Regions from separate parts of the Mus musculus genome. Here regions 2, 3 and 4 are each linked to region 1. A link is a contact called in public HiChIP or PLAC-seq and promoter capture Hi-C data. All regions are on one chromosome and are shown on one strand. The core of a region is the stretch at or near the end of the contact, and the rest is flanking DNA. Distances in the headings are between cores, read along the strand shown.

What was found. Promoter capture Hi-C pulls out the DNA fragments that hold promoters and counts their contacts. HiChIP or PLAC-seq counts read pairs in DNA pulled down with a chosen protein or histone mark. Capture Hi-C pulls out chosen DNA fragments and counts their contacts.
Region 2: a promoter capture Hi-C map of erythroid cells shows a contact between it and region 1, with 4 times the contacts expected there. The contact joins the promoter of Smox here to the promoter of Mavs in region 1. A contact is called at or near these places in 5 of 39 promoter capture datasets (the 3T3-L1 cell line, erythroid cells, hippocampal neurons and 2 more), 1 of 484 Hi-C or Micro-C datasets (nephron progenitors), 8 of 115 datasets of contacts at active chromatin or transcription factors (bone marrow-derived macrophages, effector CD8 T cells, embryonic stem cells and 5 more) and 4 of 9 other capture datasets (adipose tissue, liver, macrophages and 1 more).
Region 3: a contact with region 1 is called in a promoter capture Hi-C map of adipose tissue. The contact joins the promoter of 4930402H24Rik here to the promoter of Mavs in region 1. A contact is called at or near these places in 1 of 39 promoter capture datasets (liver) and 2 of 9 other capture datasets (adipose tissue and pancreatic islet).
Region 4: a contact with region 1 is called in an H3K4me3 HiChIP or PLAC-seq map of bone marrow-derived macrophages, with 2.4 times the contacts expected there. The contact joins the enhancer-like site here to the promoter of Mavs in region 1. A contact is called at or near these places in 7 of 39 promoter capture datasets (3T3-L1-derived adipocytes, the C10 cell line, the HPC-7 cell line and 3 more), 1 of 15 datasets of contacts at CTCF or cohesin (the NIH/3T3 cell line), 9 of 484 Hi-C or Micro-C datasets (the G1E-ER4 cell line, the STO cell line, Th1 cells and 5 more), 5 of 115 datasets of contacts at active chromatin or transcription factors (bone marrow-derived macrophages, embryonic stem cells, fibro-adipogenic progenitors and 2 more) and 1 of 9 other capture datasets (embryonic stem cells).

The regions. Positions count from the first base shown.
Region 1 is chr2:131,232,489-131,235,362 of GRCm38.p6, forward strand. It overlaps Mavs (mitochondrial antiviral signaling protein), which reads left to right and starts at 1,575. Exons shown (of 7, transcript NM_001206385.1): 1 at 1,575-1,639.
Region 2 is chr2:131,490,219-131,493,297 of GRCm38.p6, forward strand. Smox (spermine oxidase) reads left to right here and starts at 1,644. Exons shown (of 7, transcript NM_145533.2): 1 at 1,644-1,818. Gm30679 reads right to left here and starts at 2,058. Exons shown (of 2, transcript XM_030252306.1): 1 at 1,350-2,058. The coding sequence starts at 1,956.
Region 3 is chr2:130,838,666-130,841,526 of GRCm38.p6, forward strand. It overlaps 4930402H24Rik (RIKEN cDNA 4930402H24 gene), which reads right to left and starts at 1,480. Exons shown (of 37, transcript NM_029432.2): 1 at 1,299-1,480. The coding sequence starts at 1,381.
Region 4 is chr2:130,963,807-130,966,536 of GRCm38.p6, forward strand. It overlaps Atrn (attractin), which reads left to right. Exons shown (of 29, transcript NM_009730.3): 11 at 1,038-1,122. Among named protein-coding and RNA genes, the nearest start is that of Atrn, 59 kb to the left of the region's middle. Within about 2 kb of position 1,450, at least 6 of the 459 cell types and tissues checked have an H3K27ac peak or open chromatin away from gene starts, as enhancers often do. A contact at or near this core is called in bone marrow-derived macrophages, where this site is marked.

The sequences.
Region 1 (2,874 bases), core at 325-2,824:
CATTTTCAAATTTGTTTTGTAGGGACAGGCAGTTGTGGACATCAGAAAACAGCTCTGGGGAGTTCTTCTACCATGTCTGTCCCAGGCAATGAATCTTATGTGTGATTTGCATATGCTGAAGGTTGTGAACAGCTACCAAGAACAGTGTGGTTTGAATGAAAAAGGCCCCTATTGGCTCATAGGGAGTGGCATTATTAGGAGATGAGGCTTTATTGGAGTGGGTGTGGCCTTGTTGAAGAAATTCAGAAGCTCCACCTAGGCTCAGTGACTTGCTCTTCCTTCTTGCTGCCTGAGGATGCAGAGGCAGAACTCTCCGCCCCTCTACAGCACCATGTCTGCCTGCTATGGTGCCTACTTCACCTTGCTTCCTGCCATGACCACATTGAACTAAACCTCTGTACTGTAAGCAAATGCCAATTAAATTTTCTAAGAGTTGCCATGCTCATGATGTCTCTTCATAGCAACGGGAACCCTAACTAAAACAAACAGTAATAAAATCTAATTTCATTCAAAGAGTTCCAGCATGGTGGCAGCTCTAACCTCAGTGCTCCCTTAGGCTTGTCTTTAAAACTGTATTAGATAGGAGATTATAGCATTAAGTATGTCATTGATGCATTTTTCAGCTTTTTTCCTGTTTTATATTTATGATGGGAGGGGTGATAAATGCCAATGCTTTTTGGAGTTAGTTCTCTTTCCATTATGCAGATTACAGTGGTCAGACTCAGATCTCTGGCTTGGCAAAAAGTGCCCTTACCTGCTGAGCCATCTCACCAGCCCCAGTTGATATATTTTTACATGTGCTCCAGCTGCGTACTCTCCACCTACATCGAGTTATAAGACATTTCTACCATCTAGCCGTGCTGAGGTAACTGATTTCTTTTTAACTATGTTCGTTTTTTACTTCTGGTTGAAAGAATTGACTGGAAGCGAAAAGCTTTCGTTCCTTTGTCTCTGTAAGCCAGTGGAGGTCAGAGGAGTCGGGTTACCCTGGTGTTGGAGCTATAAGCGGTTGTAGCTTGGTGCATATCCCCAGATAGATGCAGTCTTTTGCTGCATCCTGTTCCTACCAGCCCAGCTGGTGTCATCTGGCTAGGCACTCATGTCCCTATGACATTTTGTGCGACACTACGTTTATGGAGCACTGGAGACATAGGAGCAGATCACATGAAGACCCTCTCTCCTCCAGTACTTGGCTAGAAGATCTGCTTTGCCTGAGGAATGGAACGGAATCTAAGAACTGCAGTTTTCTGGGTATCTGGACTTCCCCTGAAAAGTGTTCTAGACTAAGCAGGAAGAAACAATCTCCCTAATGCACCTGCAGGAAATCAGAAGAGACCTCAAGCAAGGCCTGCGGGGCACCAGCCGCTAGACCAGCCGCTCCGGAACATCAGGACTCATCCACTGGCCCTGCGACCGGCCTAGCTCAGCTCCGCCCAGGCATCCCCAGCCCAGCCAACAGCCGTACTTCCAACTCTATCACAGTCTGGCTCTGCCAGGCCAATGACTGCGCTTCCGATCCCGCCCCTCCTCCCCACGCCTGACCAATAGCTGCGTGGCTGGCTTCGTCCCGCCCCCTTCATCTGCGAGGGCTCTGCACAGTCGAACGCGGTCAACCTGTTGCCTAGTCTGGTTTCTCTTGGTAAGTTTGCAGCCTGGGCGTCGGTGCTCAGGACTCTGTGTTCACTGAGATCCTTCAGGGAGGGAACCTTGGCTAGGGCCAGTTACGCCTGGGAGTCCGCATGGGCGCCCTGGGCCTGGGCGCGTGGGGTCGGAGAGGCTCCTGAACTAGGGGAGAATGAGGTCGGCCACACACGGATTCGCGACCCCGGCAGTTCCTTGATCCGCATCCAGCACCTTTAGCAAGCAGGTAGGTGGTGCCGAGAGTTTGCCCAGGCTGGACAGAAAGAACCTCGGAGTGCCCCCTGCTTCTCCCAGGCCCTGGTGACTCGAGCGAGGCCTGGCTACGAGCAACGACCTGTGGCAGCCGCGCCAGGGAGTAGGCCTGCCAGTCCGGGCTACGGCCTGATCCTGGATCTGGGCAGTTGCAGGCAATAACATCTGTTCAAAACAGCCTCCCTGCACTTGGAGACCTGAGTCCCGACAGGAATCTAGTCCGAGGCCAGGAGACTTGTCCCTCGGGAGTGTGGATATTTATTTCCACGACCCGGACAGAAGCTCTGTGGAAGTCAGGTCGGAAGCTTTGCTGTGTCCAGGACACTCTTGCCACCTCCCTTTCTGTTATAAGAAAGGGTCTGATATAAGAAAGAAGTTTGAGGAAAAGGATGAAATCAAAAGAAAGCAGAAAACAATGTTCTTTGGATACCGGGAAGCTTCAAAAACTTGAAGGGCATTCAGCCTCGATCTCAGAACTCAGGTGAATGTCAGTAAGGGCAGCATTGATGCCAGTTGTGTCTGAGAGACTTTTATGTCTTCAAAGAGCCTAAATGCTGCATCTTCTCACCCTATAGTCACATCCCCAGGCAGTGACCTTGGTGTAAAGAGGGGCTTTGTGGTTTTCCTGCTGCAGGGACCTCTATGCTGTTAGGTCATGGCAACAAGTCTGGGTACAAATTCCACACTGCAGGTCAGCCGTGTAGCTTGGTATCACTTCCTCTCTTGTGATTGTGTTAAAGGACATAAGTAAAAGGACCTCAGGCTGCCTCTGTTAACAGAGAACCTTCGAGAAATGAATAACTGTGAGCTTCCTCTGCTTTTGGTGGGGCTCCATGCCACTCCCCGCCCCCAGGCTGCATTCAGAGTTGTGGTTGGACTGCAGAAAACCAATAATTTGACTCCCTCATCGTCACATCTTTCTAGGTGACCTGGGAAAGGGGGAGGAAGGGTTTCATCAGGCTGGCCTCTACAGAGGCCTCA
Region 2 (3,079 bases), core at 394-2,893, 260 kb after region 1:
CACCCATAGCCATTCCACTCTTTGGTGGAGGGTGACAGAGCCACAGAGGAGAGTATGGTGTGTACCTGAGTTTAACCCCAGGAGTGCGTGGTGTTTTAAAGAGGGGTGGGAAGAGGGACTTCGAGTTTGGTGAAGGACTAGAGCCTTTCTGACAAGAAGAAACTTCACCAGAAATTCATTTGTCCCCTACCCAAATTGGCTCCTAGGTGGTTGGTTCCCTTTGGCTGGGACCATCAGAGCCACTTTTGCAGGGCTACCTCTTTCCAGGCCATATATATATATATATATATATATATATATATATGAATTATATATATAATTCAGTTTTGGGGATTGGCCCCAGAGCCTTGTCTATGTTGAGAAGTGTGTTCTGCTGTTGAGCCACATCTCTACTTCTTGCTTCTTTGAGGCAGGCTTTCACTGTGTGGCTCAGCCTGGCCTTGAAGTTGGTATGTAGCCAAGGCTAGCCTTGAACTCTGTACCCCCCCCCCCCCCACATGGCCTTCTGAGGCTGGGATCACGAGCATGTGATCCACATCCAGGATCTCTCCGGGCTGAACCTACAGCGACCTGTGCTCAGCATTGCCTGGTTCCAGGTTGAAATCAGGGGAGGGCCCCCTCCAGAGACACAGTTCGGAGTAGAGGCTCTGCGGCCACCAGGGGCTTGTATTCCCTCGGACCAAGTGTTGACCTGGTGTAGTACCAGCAAAACATACGAAAAAACAGATTAGGAGGTGCAGAGATGAATAAAAAATAATTTTCTTACTTTTGTGTGTGTGTGTGGAGGGGGAGAGTTGGGGGTGGTTCAAGACAGGATTTCTCTGTTTGACTCTGGCTGTCCTACACTTACTCTGTGGTTCAGACTGGCTTTGAACTCAGAGATCCACCTGCTTCTAGAGGGATTCCGCAGTGGTCCTAAACCTGTGGGTTACTATCCCTTAGGGTTCCAACGACCTTTCATAGGGGTCGCATGTCAGATATTTATTTATGTTTCAATTCATAACAGTAGCAACATTACAGTTACGAAGTAGCAATGAAATAATTTTATGGTTGGGGGGTCACTACAACACGAGGAACTGTGTGTCAGCATTAGGAAGCTGGAGAACCACCAGATTAAAGGCATGTGCCACTATTGCCCGCTAAAAAATAATTGATACCAATTAATTTTTTTTTGAAAAAAGGAAAAAGTGCCACCTAGTATTAACGTTGGCTTTTATTAAAAGTTTGAGGGTTTTACTAGGGAAATACACTTTTTAAAAAGGGCCACTTCAGGACATGGGCTGGGTACTGAGAGGATGTGAGCATTCTTTTCCTTTCACCTGAGGTTCCTGGTTCCCGCCGGCACCCACCTGAGACCTGCAGGACGAGAGACAGTCCAGGACAAGAGGGGCCCTTTCTTCTTTTCAAAAGGGCGGCAGAGTCTGGGTAAACTGAGGTGGGCGCAGCGCTCTGACAGTGCCGGAAGACCTCGTCTGCTTTGCAGGGCGGGGCGTCGCGGGGCTGGCTCTGTTTCTGGGCGGATAGGTGGGTGAGGCGTCCCTTTTGCGAGATAGGGGAGTGCAGGTGGCTGTGCCGCGGGCAACTCCAGGCTGGGTGGCCTCGGGCTCCCCGCCCCCGGTGGGCGGGCCCGGGGCGGAGCACCCAGGCGGGGTGGGCCGGGGACGCGAGGCGGAGCGGGGCCCCCGCACAGGCCCCGGCGGCTGGCTCGGCCCTACGGTCCCGGCGGCGGCTGCAGGAGGAAGCCCAGTGGCTGCGGAGGAGGGGAGGCGGAGAGGCCGAGGCCGCTCGCGAAGACGCTCCCGGGCTCCGCAAGGAAAGGTACCGTGCGGCCTCCCCGACCCGGGCTCGGACAGCCACCGAGCCTCGTAGGCAAGGGGCTCCCGATGGAGGCCGGCGGCGGGCGGTGGGCAGAAGAGGCTGCCCGGGCTGGCCGCGACCCCGGGGTCCGGGCCGCATCCTCCGGACGCCCAGCGCGGCGGCGCAGACAAAGCCGGCGAGGCACTCGGTCGGCCCGGAGGGTGTGCGCTGTGGAGGGGAGGGAACACAGCTTGCGGCGGCGGCGGCGGCGGCGGCGGCCCGGCGTCTGCCGGTCTCCTTGGGACAGCTGGAGGAGTGGGGAGCCGCTCTCCCGCGGGTTGCCCCGGGGCTCACAGGCTGCCCGGCTTGGCCGGAGCCAGGCTGACGAAGGGAAGGGAGCAAGTCGCTTCGCCGGGAAGGGGTGCCGAGGCCGGCCGCCGGCTTGGAGGTGGCGCGGCTGTGGAGCAGGTGAGCGGTGCGCGGACCTTTTGGGTCTTGCACCTGAGCAAACCGCGCCGTGGCTGGCCCTTTCGTGAGCCGTGCCCACAGGTTGTTGGAGGAGCCAACTGATAGTGGCACAGCACCGTCCCGCCTGGGGTCCACTTGGCCGAGCTTGTGGGGGAAACAGCAGGTGCTGAGTGGAGGTCACCCAGGCTGGGGGTAAAGAGAAGGTCAAGAAAGTGTTTGAATGGCCCTCATTTATTTGTGTTCTGCTACCTCTGTCCCTTTCCTCTTACAGAGGAAGGAGCATTACAGGGCTTGAAGGGCCGCGCTTCCTCCTGGGCCCTGTGACCATCCCTTTAGATGTCCCTGGCATTTCTTACCCAGCAGGTTTTGAGAACAGTCTTTGTCCGCCCTCGTCATTTCACAGTCTCCCTGTTTGGCTTTGAACCTCATCCCCCGTCAGCCAGGCACCCAATTCCCATCACAAGGATCTCCTCGGAAGTTCTGACTTTAAGCAGTGCCCCTAAGAAGCAGGCACCCTTTCCTTCTGCAGTCCATCCAGGGCCGCTCTAGCAGGTTTTGCTTGCCTTGCAGTGTCTTTAGAAAGCTCTGTCCTAGAGTTGTATCTTTCCCTGGGTGCCCCAGTTCCTCCCTTCTACCAGCCTGCCCTAGCCTGTCCCCTTCCCCTTAGTTTTGCTGTTAAATGCTTGAGGGCCCCAGGGCTCTGTTCTCAGCATTTCCTCTCCTGACTGCCCTTCTTGCCATCCTCTGTTCACTTTCTACCCCTGTTTTTATTCTTTCTTATGATTAAAAAATTAATTTATGAATACAAAGATCT
Region 3 (2,861 bases), core at 230-2,729, 390 kb before region 1:
TCATAGTTTTGATAAAAGACAACAAAACTCTACAAAACACAAGGCTAGATGTGCTATAGCACTTGTCCAGCAAAAGCAATGTATTGGGATTTGACCCTCAATACTAGAAAGAAACACACACACACAGACAGAGAGAGAGAGAAGAGAGAGACAGACATGAGAGAGGAGAGAGAGAGAGAGAGAGAGAGAGAACACAATACAACACTCAATCAAGAACACAGAAAAAGCCGGCCAGACACGGTGGCACAGACTCAGCATTCAGGAGGCAGAGGCAGGTGGATCTTTTCGGGTTCAAGGTCAGCCTGGTCTACAGTGAGACCCGGTCTCAATTAAAAAAAAAAAAAAAGACAGAAAATAGGATAAGCTATTCTAATATTAGTTGACAACCCCCACTCAAGGGAACAATAGCATATTGCTTTGCCAAATGGCTGCAAGTAAGCAAACAAAAAAGGCCTCTTCTGGTTTAATGACAGGTTAGCAGTACCCAAACCCCAATGACTCCTCCCTTCCCTTTCTTATAGGCTCCTACTGCAACACCTCCACCACTCCAACCTCCGCGTTTCTCTGGCAGCCGCATACTAGCTCCTTCACAAACAAAGCCCGGACGGCTATCAAGGTCAGCCCCAAAGACAGAGAGCAGAAATTGGAAACAGATCTTCTGTATGGAAAAGGGCAGGGCAGCACTCCCTAATATCAACTCCCCTTCCAGTCCACCCGCACTCCTTATCACGAACCTAGTGTCAGCCGCTCTGGGGGGTTCCGAGCCTCCTTTTCCCTCTCCATCCAGTTTCCTTTTTCTTCCTGCGCCCCCAATGACCTTCAAGCCCCTGAAACAGGTGCTCCCCAAGGGAAAGGGGTTGGATGCAGTGGCCAGGGACAGGTGAGCGGAGTTCCCTGTACACGCAGGGGACTGGAAACTCTATAATCGAGCGGCAGTCTGGGGCAAAGGGTCTGGACACCTAGGAGCAAAGGGGTTTACGCGGCAGTTTCGGGAGCTCCACTCGCGTGAACACAGGGCCTCTAGCGGTGGGCTGTCGGTGGGGAAGGTTTAAGGGAAAACCGGTCCATGGGGTGGGGATGTCACAATGGGGTCTTCCCGGAAACCGCAGTGGGTTGTCGAGCTACAGACATAGCAGGGTCCCTCCAGAAGGCCGCCTGTCCCTGGGCAAACGTTCTTCTCAGAGCCGTTTGAAACAATCCTCCGCAAGGAAGCCATATCAGACCACGCCCTGCCGCCCGAGGCGTAGCCGCCCCAAGGCGCATCCCGGGCCACCCTCGGCTGTCTCGACGCGGCATACCTGACGGAGGCCGCCCCACTGCCAAAGGTGCCAGCGAAGCGCGCGGGGGACAGCCCCAGCTGCTGGGGGTCGAACGAGTCCATGGAGGCTGGCGGCGTAGGACCTGGGGGCCGCGGAGGGTCGCTGGGGCCGGCACCGCTGCGGGCCAGCGGCAGGGCGGAGCGAGGGTGCGCCAAGGGGGCGGGGTCGGCGCGCGCGGGCACGCGGGGGCGGGGCGGGAGCGCGCGCAGCGGGGGCGTCAGTGTGAGTCCGGCCCAGCGCCGCACCGTGCTGCGGAGGAGCCAGACGGACTTGGGGTGCGGGCCGCCAGGCGCAGGCTCCGGGACACCACACCTCCGGGCCCTAAGGTCTCTCAGTGCGGTGAGGGTTCTGCGGGAGCTACAGCCACGCTCGCGGACGCGCCCGGGGCGGGGTCTCGCTCCCGCGAGGGCCGGGCTAGGCTTCTTCTGGTCTGTATTTGGCTTTATCTCTAGGTGTCCTGGACCGCTGCCTGGCTACAGTTATCTGTTTCACATCAGTTGCCTATCCATCCTTGGAACGTTCGGCCCCTTAGCGATGCGGCCTGTTGAGAGCACTGGCATCAGTGTGCTCACAGTATCCCAGGAGACGCCTGCCTTTGCAGTTCAGAGTCTGGATAGAATTGTTTCCAGCTGTGGGTCGGTGGGCCAGAAAAAATCTCAGAGCCCAAGTTCCTTCCTGCATAAAGTGGAGAGTTGCTTACTATATACAAGGTCTACTTTAGCATCACATATCGACCTTGTCAAGATGTCCTACGTGTCCTAAATTCATCTTTTCATGGTAAATTATAACACCACAAGACTAGTTTCCCTGCTACAATGATCAGCCTTTGAATTATTTATAAATAGTACTGGCTGAAAAAAATCCTTCTTCCACTCATAAAGATTTTAACAATCCCCAAGGTATCTCTTGCAGGTTTGAAAAAGAGAAGGAACTAAAATGCTTATTTTTATACTTAAAGGAAAATAAAATTTTGCCTTCAGACCCAACTCGTGAATGTGTAACCATTGTTTAGAGGTAACCAACACAGTATCTGAAAATCAGCCAATCAGAGACAGCCTCTCTTCAGGGGCTTCCAAATCAGCCAGTTATCAACAGCTTCTGAAACCCAGCTAATCATTGACAGCAGCCCAATCAGCAGCGCAATGACCAGGCTTCCGAATGAAAGAGCCTTTCTTAGCTGCTTTGTTCTGTAGACCACTGTTAACAGCCAGGAGACTGTAAATTGCTAAACAGTCAATTTATTGAAACACCTCGAGCTTTTACGCACCCAGTCATTATATACATCTCCAGCTCTGTTAATCAGCTTTGAGAATACATCTTTTCTCTACAAGCAAATGTGATATTCACCTTCTTCCTTCCTCCTCCATTTGGTATGTTTTATGTAGCCTAGGCTGACCTTGAACCCCTGAACTTGAACCCTTGAACTCTTGCTTCAACCTCCTAAATTCTGAGATTACAGGCCTGCATCATCATGTCCAGATGGAAGGCTACTACAATTTGTAGCACAGAACAAAATTGTGTGCCTTTGGTTGCTTGGCCAAT
Region 4 (2,730 bases), core at 200-2,699, 270 kb before region 1:
TGTGGGGCATATCCAATTGGAGATGTCTTTAGGACAGAGCTGATTGCTGAGAGGTGGTTGTAGGAGAGGTGAGTTATTGTGGGGCATAAAAGATGAGCAAGAGTCAGAGACAGTTGGAGAACAGAGTCTGAACAAGAGTAGAGACTAAAGAGAGTGTCAGAGAAGCAGGGAGAAAATAGGTGAGATTGATGACCTGTGAGATATGTTAATGGCCAGAAGAGTGGCTAAAAATGACTGGAGAATCCTTCAGACTTGTCAACAAAGAAATCCTTTAGCCTAATTTAGGGTGCAGGCGGCTGAGGAAGGACATAGGTGAAATATGTGCTCTGTGTGTTCATTTTTATTAAAGCTTATCTGCAAAGGCCTCAGATTTGCTGTGTACTTGTAGCTGAGGCTCTTTTGAACTCCTGGTTCTCCTGGCTCCACCTTCCCAAGTGCTAGGATTACAGATGTGTGCCCTAGTTAAAATAGCTGTATACCTAGCATTAAAAATTTTAAGTTAGAAAATACTGTGGTGCTCCGGGGATGCATCTCAGCAGTAGAGTGCTTGCCTGCTATACACAAGGCCCTGGGACTGATCCCTAGCACCACAAATACTAAAGCAGACATTCTGGTAGGGAAAACTGGTAGACAGCAGAGTGGTGACCATCAGGAGGGGGGTTGTGGGTGATGAATGACTACATTAATTAGAAGTTCTGTGCAGTATATTTATTTCATGCCCTGAAACATTGCTGCTGCTGTTGCTGCTTTCCTTTACACATAATAACATAACTAAAAGACAGACAAGCATGTGGTATGAGGCTGTGGATGAGGCATTCTTTGTTTTCCTTTTTTTTTTTTTTTTGAGACAGGGTTTCTCTGACCTGGCTGTCTGAAACTCAGTAGGTAGAACAGGCTGGCCTTGAATGCACAGAGACCCTCCTGCTTCTGCCTTCTGAGTGCTGGGTTCAAAATTTATGTTTTTTTCTATAAAGACTGAGAGTTCACATGGACTATATATGACAACCTACTCTGAAATGTGTTTTTCTCCCCCTTAGCTTGTGACCGATGGTCAGTGCTTCCCAGACCTGAGCTCCATCATGATGTCAACAGATTTGGCCATTCAGCAGTCTTGTACAACAGGTAATTGGAAAGCAAAGGCTCTATTACTGTCTTACATCTTATATTCATTTTTAATATCAACTTCCTAACAGTTGTATCTGAATGGTAAGAGGTTTGGGGAGAAAAAAGGAGAGAAGGCAGTTCTAAGTGCACGATAAGGTAAGGGGAATAGGACTGGGAGGTTATGGGGTCAAAGAGCAAGTCTGAAGTCTGCACTATATCCAGGTGTGTGCTCAGGAATACTTTTCTGACCAGCAGAGCTCTTTTTCCATTTGCTCCAGGAACCTTAGTCCTGTAAAGGACATGCAAAGGACTAGGGTTGTGGGCCAGCAATAGAGTGTTTATCTAGCTTGCACAAGATCCTGAGTTCTGACCTCAGCATTTTGCCTTCTGCAAACACAGCATTTGCCATAAGGGACATGCAGAATGGCCATTTTACCTAGTCACTTGAAAGTGTGCTTTAAGATTGAGAAACTTAACAGCCTGCTGATGCTGACTTTTCTTATTTTGCTTCTGTTACTGCTTTCTGCTTCTTTCTTTAATACTCTAATGCTTACATTATATAGTCCTACAGGTATTCAAATTTTCTGTTGGAGTTTCCTAATACAAGTAATTTAACTTGCATTAGGAAAAGGATAAAAGTGCCATTCTGGAGTTGTGAAGAATGACCGTTTAGAAGCTAGATAGTGGGGAAAGATGATATCTTTAATCATGTGATTATTTAGTGTTTTACAAGTATATAGGGGATTGTGGCAAGACCATTGTATGATTAGAGACTAAAGTGGAAAGATTTTTTAAATATCTTGTTAACTTGAGTGTTATCTTAAATTACAATCTGATGCTTTCCTCAGAAAAAGCCCTAAATGCCTCTTGAGGTTTTCATCTGGCAAGTATCATGTCACCTGGCCTTGCTGGTGGAATCTGCCCCAGCTCATGTGTGTTCTTAGTGTTCTCCTAGCACAGAGTTAGGCACGTGTGGGCATTTGCATACTAATGTATAGTAATAGTAACAATTGAATGAATTGTCTATTAAAACATTCTTAAGTTTTACCCAAACACAGAGAGGTCGACAATTTGTCATAAAATGTAGTTTATCCATGAATCAAAATCAGGAATGACTGTCTGAACAGTGTTTTTATTTTTTATTTTATTTTATTTTGTGTAATTTCTGTGATGTGTTTGAATATCTCAGTTTTAGGCAGGATTGGAAATGTTAGAGGTTGGTAAGAGGTCATGGTTGCAGTTTGATCATGAGAGAAATCGATGGCTCTCCCTTCATTGCAGTGTTGTCAGTCAGCAGTGTGGGATCACCTATGTCTAACAGTTGTTCTAATTGAGAGAGGATTACAGGAGGGAAAGCAGTGAGATTGTGAGGTGCTAGATGAGGAGATGGCATTTACCTAGCAGCCTTCTCTCCCGCCCTCCCATCATGTGACCTGAGAGATTCACAATTTCTGAAGATATCAGCTGTGCTTAGTTTAAGCAATAGTTTTATTAACTAAATCCAACTTGATTCATGTTATTCCCAGGGAACCAGTGGTAGGATTAAAAATGAATCCTAGTGTTCTTTTTGGTTATTGGAATGTCAAGTTTTCAGACACTGTAACGAATACAGAGCCATACAATCAC